Regions from separate parts of the Sus scrofa genome. Here region 2 is linked to region 1. The links are chromatin contacts, called in public Hi-C maps. All regions are on one chromosome and are shown on one strand. Each heading gives the region's core, a stretch centred on a gene start, on an enhancer-like site or on the middle of the called end of the contact. The rest is flanking DNA. Distances are from core to core; before and after follow the strand shown.

Region 1 (4,840 bases), core at 1,003-3,502:
TCACGTGGTTGTAGCCTTTGGTCTCCAGCTTACGGCTTAAAATGATTTTCCCCAACAGTTTTGCACTCCGTTGATTTACAGAAGCATTTATCAGGATCACATGTATAGAGATTCAGAGCTTCCATCATGGTCCAAGGGGGATTCCAGGGAGTGTTATTTGGTTTAATTTATTGTGGCATTGGCAGGATGTGACCCCTCTGTGCCTTATGGTTCAAGGAGATAATTATAATACGGAGCTGCCAGCCCTTGATTGGCATGGGCCGCTCTCCTCGGCATCCCGGGGCCTATAGTGCCAGAAAACCAGGCAGGCTGGAATAAGCCTGTGCCGTGACCGAGTGATTAGAAGGGTAACCTGAAGAACCTGCTTCCTAATTGCATCATCTGATTCACTTATCACGGCGCAGTATCTCGGTGCAGTGACAGGACCGGGCAGAAGTATCAGAGAGATCTTGAAGGCTTGGATAGCACAGGGCTGCTGTGCTTTTCGTCCAGAAGAAACCCGATGCCTATGACATTAGCGTTGGATTCTGAGAGTAATTAAAGTGTGATGGTCTACCTAGCTTGTATTTTATGTGGAGCACTGTTAATTATGTTTCCATCTCTTGGGACTATCCAGAATTAGCCCTGGAAATTCTAGAATTACCAAGATGTTGCAAAAACAAAAGATAAAAGCGTGGTACAGGTTGTACAAAGTGAAATGGTCTCCGCAAGTGTTCTTTGTTCTCTCACGGACTCGGGCTTGATAGTTTCCATTAAGACTAGGAATAATAAGGCTCTAATCGAATAATCACCTGAATTCTGAATGCATATATGCATTTTTGACTTCAAAAATAAAGATAAGTTTTCGAAACCGCTTTACTTTTGAGACTCACCCTTTGGCTCCCATGGGCTGGACCTCCCCCAAGTTCATGGCCACCTGCCACATGTGGTGCTCCTAAATAAAATGAGGTATTAACCTCAGTTTGTCATCTCCTCAGTAGACCAACACTTTTCAAAAGCAGGTGGTCTTGTGTTTCCCTTGACAGAAGAGGCAATGAAGACTATAACCCATAGCTTCAGACCCGATGTCACCAAAAAGCAGTGAAAGCCACTTGCTAATTATGCAGCTTTCTTGGCACTGTTTGGTTTCCCAAGGCTGGCCCTGAATCAGAAGGATGTTATGTTTTCCAGTTACAATTCTGTTTGTGGAGCCCAGAAAGCTATTGTTGATATTCCACATTTGAATGAAAAATGCTGGCTGGGTGGCACTGTGCTTGGCTGCCCCGCTGTGTGCCAGGGCCAGGCTATACCCTGGTTCCCATGCCCTCCCATTCCATCCTTTGCTGGCAGGCCCCACATGCCGCCTGCCCCTCCAGCTGGGTCCAGAGATTTGCCCGTGAAAGGGCGAGTGCAGGAGGGCTGGGGTGCGGTTTGGTTTTATTAATTCAGATTTTAAATCAGAAAGAAAACTCCTGCTATTCTCTTCATAGCTCCATTAAAATTCGTTTTTTATCTTGTCAAGTATATGTCAATAAAGATAGGGTGAAAAATTAGTTCTTGTCCTAATAAGAGGTTATGAGTAATAAACATGCAGATACCTCAGTGTTCTCCTTGAGATCCCACATAGGAGATAAGATGCATTCTTGTTTTCCTTCTCCAGATAGCAGTCACTTCAAAAAGAAAAAGATACCTCTTTTACACAAAATTCCAAACGCAGTGCCCCTTTAAGAAAAGATTATACTGAAGAATTAACCCTACATCCTGGATGATGTCAGTTTTCTCTGCCTGATTAACTTTTTACTAGTGTTCGAGGGTTTTCTTTTCCTGCGTTCTCATTAGCAGTCTTTTAAGCATTTCCTTTTTGAGCTCTTTAATGTGACGCATGTAATTTAACAAAAGCTGAAGTAGATAATTTAGCAGTGGTCGAAGAGAAAAGTGTGGAGGTGGTTTATGCTTGTGGCTAAGGTTAAAAAAAAAAACCTCTCAGACAGTAATTGCACTTTCCAGCATCGACCTCATGGGGGCACCAGATCACCCAGTATTGTCTATAAAGAAAGGCCCACATTGCAAGTTCTGTTTTCACTGCTGGGGACGCGGGACCTGGCAACCAGTCAGAGGTGAAGGGAGAGAAACGAAAAAACAAAACAAAACAGGGCAGTAGTTGACCTGGGAGGTCACTGCCACTCAGAGGCTGAGCCAAGAAGCAGCAGGGGGCTAAGGAGCTATCTTCCCAGTCAGCCTGAACAAGCAAGCAGGATGGAGGCCACTGGGCGAGGCTAGAAGAGGAACTTGGGATTTGGGGGATTTTGCTCAGCATCCAGAGCTGGCATCCCTGTGTCTTCATGCTCTCAGAGAGTGCGGGCAAAAGTAAAACCCAAACATACATTTGGTACTTGTTAAGTTTTTTGTTTTTTTTTTTAAAGCCGAGAAATGACAGATTTATCACTAATTAAACAATAATTGCATTATGGAGTACTGAAAAAAGTGTTTGTAGTATAAACAACATCTGGTAAAAATTAAAAAGAAACAGTAATTTTTCCAAGCTCAAATTTGTTGAAAGAAACTTGAATGTTTTGAAACAAAATAAATCCTAAAATGTAAAAGGGATATTTACAGTCTTACGTTTGGTATTTTGAAAGTAGAAAAGAAGAAAATGCGTAATAAAAAAAAAATAGCTATTTATAAAGGTGCCTTGTTTTACATGACAAATGTGAAGATTTTTTTAAGTAGATTTTTTTTTAGCCATTTTTTTAACTCAATAGTTTATTGCAATGAAACTTATGAAGAATCTCCTTTTTCTGTCTTTTTAGGGCCACACACATGGCATATGGAGGTTCCCAGGCTAAAGATCCAATTGGAGCTGTAGCTGCCAGCCTACGCCACAGCCACAGCAATGCCAGATCCGAGCCACATCTGTGACCTACACCACAACTCACGGCAATGCTGGATCCTTAACCCACTGAGCAAGGCCAGGGATCAAACCCGAAACCTCATGGTTCCCGGAAGTTGGATTCGTTTCCGCTGTACCACAACGGAAACTCCAAATCTCCTTTTTTTTTTTTTTTTTTTTTTTTTGTAGAAGAAAGTTATTTTTTGATGAATAGTCACCTTTTAATTTATAATATATATATTAGCACATGGGCTCCTGCCTGTCAAGGGTTTGGAAGAGTCTGCTGCATGGTAGGATGTTACCGCCAGCTGTTAGGTAAAGTGGAGGGAAAACTTCTTATTTAGCCTTTTTTTTTTTTTTTTTTGTTACTGTTATGGAGTAAACTATACAAAACCACATAAAAATAGATTGTGAAAGAGAATCTATCCCAGGCTTCCTGAACTTCAGTTTACCTCTCACCTGAAACTTCTCTATTTTTTAGGAAAAATATGTATGAAGGATGATAAATGAAGAAGGCTTGAGAATTTTTTTTCTGTGTCTTCACTGCCTTTTTGTTTTTTTTATAGGAGGCATCCACTTTTGTCTGTGAATTACCTCAAATCATAGTATAATTTCCCTTTCTCACACACGGAGAGAATCAGAAAATGATAGAGAAAAGCAAAGATTTCTTCCTGGGAATTCTGTTCTTCCCTGTTCTCAGGCCTTTTTCACGTGACAAGTGGCTTGTAATAATCATTGATGAATCAGGATGAAAATAACAGGTTAGACGCCAAAGGCAGAGAGCAAGCATGGATGTTATTTGTACGGCTCACGGCACAGAGTGACAAGCTGGCTTCCCCTCCTCTCCCCACAATGCAGGCCTGGACAGCACGACCTCTGGGCACTGCATGTTGCTTAGTCTTCCTCTGTTTTTGCTTTTGTTTTTTTCGTCTTTTTGTCTTTTTCTAGGGACGCACCCACGGCATATGGAGGTTCCCAGGCTAGGGGTCGAATCGGAGCTGTAGCTGCTGGTCTATGCCAGAGCCACAGCGACGTGGGATCCGAGACGCGTCTGCGACCTATACCACAGCTCACAGCAACACCAGATCCTTCACCCACTGAGCAAGGCCAGGGATTGAACCCGCAACCTCCTGGTTCCTAGTCAGATTCGTTAACCACTGAGCCACAAGGCATTTTCATGCCAAAGCAGACTTGTCCACTAAGGAGAACACATTTGGAGCGGGTTTCAAGCTAAGGAGACCACCAGCAAACCACCAGTGCACAGGGAGCAAGAGGCAGCCCAGACCCTCCTTTGCCCTATGTAGAGCAGAGGGCTAGGTGAGAAAAAGACAGGAACTCCTCCCCTGTTTTTTTGAGGGGTGGGAACGGTGTGTGCTGGGCAGAGGAGGTCAACAGTGAAGTCCTGGGTAGCTGTGGAGAGGAGAAAAGGGAGGCACACCCCCCAGAACAGTCTGGTCCACGAGAAAAAGGAGACCAGAGTCCGGAGCTCTCCCTGCTCATCTTCCGTCCGTCCTCTGACATTTCATGAAAGAGTTGGAGTAGCGCGAGGCGCGGGGGCGGGGGGGAGAAGGGCACAGCTCCCGCTACTGATGGCCTCCTGGGGACAGGGTTTCCCTGCACTTGAAATAATCGTACGTGGAAATCGTCAGGCCAGATGGAGGAGAAAAGAGCTTGAGAAGGAACAGATTTTGGTAGGATGGAGAAAAACAGCCAAACAGATGGAACTCAAGAAAGGTTTTCTTTTCTGTCCTCATTATAATAGGAAAGATAACTGCCCGAATCGCGAGGCTCCAGAGCTCAGCTCCGGAGCCCTGGGTTGCAGGGCGGCCTGTTGTGTTAGTGTTGCGTCCCCTTTTACAAATAAAACAGGACCCAGAGGGGTTAAATGTTTGCCTCTTCCCTCACATGGAGGCTGAAAAGATTTGGGCGGGAGTGGGGGGTGGTGGGAATTTATGGCTTCCAAAGAAGCAT
Region 2 (4,840 bases), core at 1,125-3,624, 490 kb after region 1:
TCCCGTCATGGTTCAGCGGAAATGATTCTGACTAGTATCTGTAAGGACAAAGGTTCCATCCCTGGCCTCGCTCAGTGGGTTAAGGATCCAGTGTTGCCGTGAGCTGTGGCATAGGTTGCAGTCAATGGCCTGGATCCTGCGTTGCTGTGACTGCGGTATAGGCCGGCAGCTACAACTCCGATTTGACCTCTAGCCTGACAACTCCCGTATGCCTTGGGTGTGGCCCTAAAAAGTAAAAACAAAAGAAAAGCATTTATTTATTGTCTGTTTCCTCCTACTAGAATATGGATGCCACACGGTGGGATTTTTGTCTGTTGTGGTTGCATCTCAGCATCTAAAATAGGACCTGGCACTTTGAAAGACGTCAGCACTTGTTGAACGAATGAGCTATTTGAAACAAAATATTGTTAAAACGGACAATAGGTGCTTCTGTTTTCTAAGGGGCAGGGGTGATGGTGATGATTTGTAGTCCCGGAGAAATAAGATTTCCATATTTCCACTTTTCCTGAAGGTGGCATCTTACTTGGGCAGAGACTAGGGAGCACTTTTAAATAAACAAGGGGAGGCCTGCTGTTAGACAAGGGGTGTAGCAAGAGAAAACAAAGAATGCAGGCATTGTTGTTTTTAAGAAGGAAATAGGAGTTCCCATTGTGGCTCAGTGGGTTAAGAACCTGACGAGTATCCATGAAGATGTAAGTTTGATCCCTGGCCTCATCAGTGGGTTAAGGATCTGACATTGTTGCAAGCTGCTGCATAGGTCACAGATGTGGCTTGGACCCCATGTTACTGTGTCTGTGGTATAAACCTGCACCTGCAGCTCTGATTCAACACCTAGCACAGGAACTTCCATATGCCACAGGTACGACTGTAAAAAATTTATTAGGAGTTCCCGTCGTGACTCAGTGGTTAGTGAATCCAACTAGGAACCATAAGGTTGCGGGTTTGATCCCTGGCCTTGCTCAGTGGGTTAAGGATCTGGGACTGCCATGAGGTGTGGTATAGGTCGCAGACATGGCTCTGATCCCACGTTACTGTGGCTGTGGCACAAGCTGGCAGCTACAGCTCCGATTAGAACCCTAGCCTCTGAACCTCCATGTGCCACGAGTACAGCCCTAGAAAAGACCAAAAAAAAAAAAAAAAGATAAATAATAACATAAATAAATAAATAAAAAGAAGGAAACAGTTCAAAGAGGCCAGCCAGGTACCTTTACTCAGTGAAGTGGAATGGGAAGAAAGGCCAGAGGCTTTTCAGAGCAGGTGAATCTCAGACTCAGTTTTGTTTGTTTATTTTGCTTTTTAGGGCTGCACCAGAGGCATATGGAAGTTCCCAGGCTAGGGGTCAATCCAGAGCTGCAGGTGCTGGCCTATACTACAGCCACAGCAATATGGGATCCTTAACCACTAAGTGAGGCCAGGGATTGAACCGGCAACCTCAGGGATCCTAGTTAGGTTTGTAACCTGCTGAGCCATAATGGTAACTCCTCAGATTCAGTTTTATGGTATGTTTCTGTCAGGGAAACCCGCTCTGTCTCCTCAGAAATATGAGTCGAGGGAGTTCCTGTTGTGGCGCAGCGGAAATGAATCCGACTAGGAACCATGAGGTTTCGGGTTCAATCCCTGGCCTTGCTCAGTGGGTTAAGGATCTGGCGTTGCCGTGAGCTGTGGTGTAGGTCGCAGACGCAGCTTGGATCCTGCATTGCTGTGGCTGTGGTGTAGACCAGCTGCTACAGCTCTGATTTGACCCCTAGCCTGGGAACCTGCATATGCCGTAGGTGCAGCCCCAAAAGACAAAAAGACAAAAAAAAAAAAAAAAAAAAAAAAAAAAAGAAGCATAAGTTGAGTCTGCTACAAGCACAGGCCTCATGCGAAATTTGGGGGAAAGGAGGACAGGGCTGGAGCGGGGACAGCGATCAGGAACCCCAAGAGGATAAAAAATGGGATTCAGAGGAGGCAGAAGAATGGGGCCAGGCATGACCTTGAAAAATGGGGCCCTGAGAATTCGTGGAAAATCTGGGAAATGCTTTGGAGTGGAGACAGGCACACCTCAGAGCAGTGACTTGAATACGGTACATTCAGAGAGCTTCATAATGCATGAAATATTTTCGCAGATGTTACATTATTTGATCTGCACTCTGCCCCACAGAGTTTGGGTCATTTGCCTGAGACCACCTGAGTGTCAGAGCTAGAGCTGAGCTTGAGATCTTTGGACTGGAAGTCAAACACATGATGACATGACTCCTGGCCTTTCCAGATTCAATTTTGAGTTTTCAGCTCCTTGAGAAATTCAAGTGATGCAGGAACTTGACACTTTTGCTGTGGTACAGCCTCGAACTCTGTTCCAGGAGGCTGGCCTGCAGGAGGGAGGCCCTGAGCTGGGGAGTGAGTCTGAACATTCATCCCATCACCACGGCCCACCACAGCTCTGTTGCTCCAGCCTGTGGTACATGGTGGAGGGTTTATATGGCTGGAAGATCTTGGATCTATCCATGGCAGAGGGCAAAAGGCTAAAACTTTTCCAACATGTGTTCAGGAGGGGAACTTAGAGGGTGCTCTTAAAGAAAAAAAAAACAGTTTAATTTGGGAGGGGTCTGTATTTGGGTTTTCCACATGTTAAAAGCACGAATGGAGCATAAATCTAAGTTTGGAAAATTGGGGAAGATATATTTCCACAATATTCTCTCAGTTGTAGCTGTTGCTATGATATCTTACCCAAAGTATCCTGACTCTTTTCCCAAGAGATTGCTCTTCTGGGAAAAAATGCAATGATATTCAAGTTAAAAATGGAGCATGCCACGAATTATTCTGAACTTTGCTTCTTTTGGTGGAGGAAGCAAGACTTTTGTAGTTCTGATTAAGATGGGGGCAAAAATATTTTATGTGGACCCTAACTAAAAAGAAGGAGAAATGCCACTTAAAAATTTCTTTCACACACATACTTATGAATCAGGTTTGTGGAAATGGAAATAAACACAAACACACCTGTTTTTTAATCCAAAAAAGAATCCAAAAATAGAACCCAGGGTGCCAATGACATAAAATTTAATTATTCACTCAGATCCATTACAACCATTTTCTCCTTTCTGTGAATGACGTTAATGTATCCTGAACCCCGAAGGTAAATTTGTAGAAACTTAGCACTAAATCTATTTCTGGTTAGTGAGACTGAGTAAGCCGTTCTTTGCTTTCTTCCTTGTTTTTCATTGCTCGACTTTCAAAATTATGAGTATATAGCATTAAATTTCAGAACAACAAAGCAATTACAAATGAAATTGTTTTTGTTTTCTGTCTGCACCATATGGAAGTTCTCAGGCCGGGGCCTGAACCCAAGCCACAACAGTGGCAATGCTGAGTCCTTAACTGCCAGGTCACCAGGGAACTCCCAAATTAAACAGTTAGCATTTTGTTAAGGTGCAACTGGAAAGGAAGAGTCCCCATGAGTTACAGAATTTGGGACCTATTTCAAAAGGTAGAGCTTGCACCATGCTGGGAGTTGCCAGGGAAGTAAAGACTTTTTTTTTTTTTTTTTTTTTTTGCTTTTTAGGACCACACCTGCAGCATATGCAAGTTCCCAGGCTAGGGGTCAAATTGGAGCTACGGCTGCCCGCCTACACTGCAGCCACAGCAACTCAAGATCTGAACAGAGTCTTCGACCTGCATCACAACTCGCAGCTCACAGCAACGTTGGATACTTAATGCACAGAGTGGGGCCCGGGTTTGAACATGCATCCTCTCAAATACTACTCGGATTTGTTTCTGATGAGCCACCATGGGAACTCCCAAAGGAAAGACTTGAAAAGAGGATCAAGGATCACAGGACACAGAATCAATCCTGGAAGCCAAGCACATCCCGTTCCTAAGGGGGGGACCACAAAGAAGCAGCCGGGCGAGAAGCTGTTGTCTTTGGGGCTCCCGAGCTGGGCATCATGGTGAGGGGCCAGAAGTTAGGAAGCAGATCAAGATTCGGAGCACAAGAGACAGAACAAGCTGAAAACCTCCCACACCTCCAGGAGCATCTGTCCCTGTGTCTAACTGCTACAACCATTCAAGTTATGGCCGCTGCTTCACTTCCTCGTGCAGATTCTTCCTTTGGACAGCTCTAACCTGGGACTATAGAGGAAGAAGATTCTGAGAAACAAGTTTCCACCTCAACCAAGGTGACACCCAACATCACAGATACCATAAAGCACCATATGTATTTGATTTTTTTTTTTTTTTTGGTCTTTTTGCCTTTTCTAGGGCCGCTCCCGAGGCATATGGAGGTTCCCAGGCTGGGGGTCGAATTGGAACTGTAGCCACCAGCCTACACCAGAGCCACAGCAATGCGGGATCTGAGCCTCATCTGTGACCTACACCACAGATCACAGTAACACTGGATCCTTAACCCACTAATCGAGGCCAGGGATTGAACCCACAAACTCATGGTTCCTAGTCGGATTCGTTAACCACTGAGCCATGGTGGGAACTCACCATATGTATTTGATTCTGATCAAGGTCCTTAATTAAGTGAGGTTGGGCTTAAGATATCCCACAGATAGTCAGTTTACCCCATTCTTTATCAACCCATACCTCTGGCACAGCCTCTTGTGTACCCACATCTTATCCCAACTGGAAAAAGCTAGTTACTGGAGAATGGCTGTTTGGGCCGTGGAAATAGCAGTATTTCCCATCCATTGTGTGTAGACAAGGAAAATCAAAACGGACATGCTCATATTTTTACCCCTTTTAATGCTGTTGAGTCAAAATCTCATGAGCTACAAAGCTGCTTCTGTTCTTTTCACATATCACCTACTAATCAATGTCAGATCAGAGACATTTCAGCATGAGATATACAGTCTGAGCA

Evidence for each region. Hi-C and Micro-C count contacts between places; a contact is called where the count stands out from the background.
Region 2: a Hi-C map of retroperitoneal adipose tissue shows a contact between it and region 1, with 2.3 times the contacts expected there. The contact joins two enhancer-like sites. A contact is called at or near these places in 1 of 5 promoter capture datasets (liver), 23 of 47 Hi-C or Micro-C datasets (alveolar macrophages, brain, embryonic fibroblasts and 13 more) and 2 of 2 datasets of contacts at active chromatin or transcription factors (alveolar macrophages and skeletal muscle).

Annotation. Positions count from the first base shown.
Region 1 is chr10:27,023,894-27,028,733 of Sscrofa11.1, forward strand. All of the region lies in intron 8 of FANCC (Fanconi anemia group C protein), which reads left to right. Among named protein-coding and RNA genes, the nearest start is that of MIR24-2, 53 kb to the right of the region's middle. Within about 2 kb of position 2,253, at least 24 of the 83 cell types and tissues checked have an H3K27ac peak or open chromatin away from gene starts, as enhancers often do. A contact at or near this core is called in retroperitoneal adipose tissue, where this site is marked.
Region 2 is chr10:27,518,532-27,523,371 of Sscrofa11.1, forward strand. No RefSeq gene overlaps it. Among named protein-coding and RNA genes, the nearest start is that of C10H9orf3, 49 kb to the left of the region's middle. Within about 2 kb of position 2,375, at least 1 of the 83 cell types and tissues checked has an H3K27ac peak or open chromatin away from gene starts, as enhancers often do. A contact at or near this core is called in retroperitoneal adipose tissue, where this site is marked.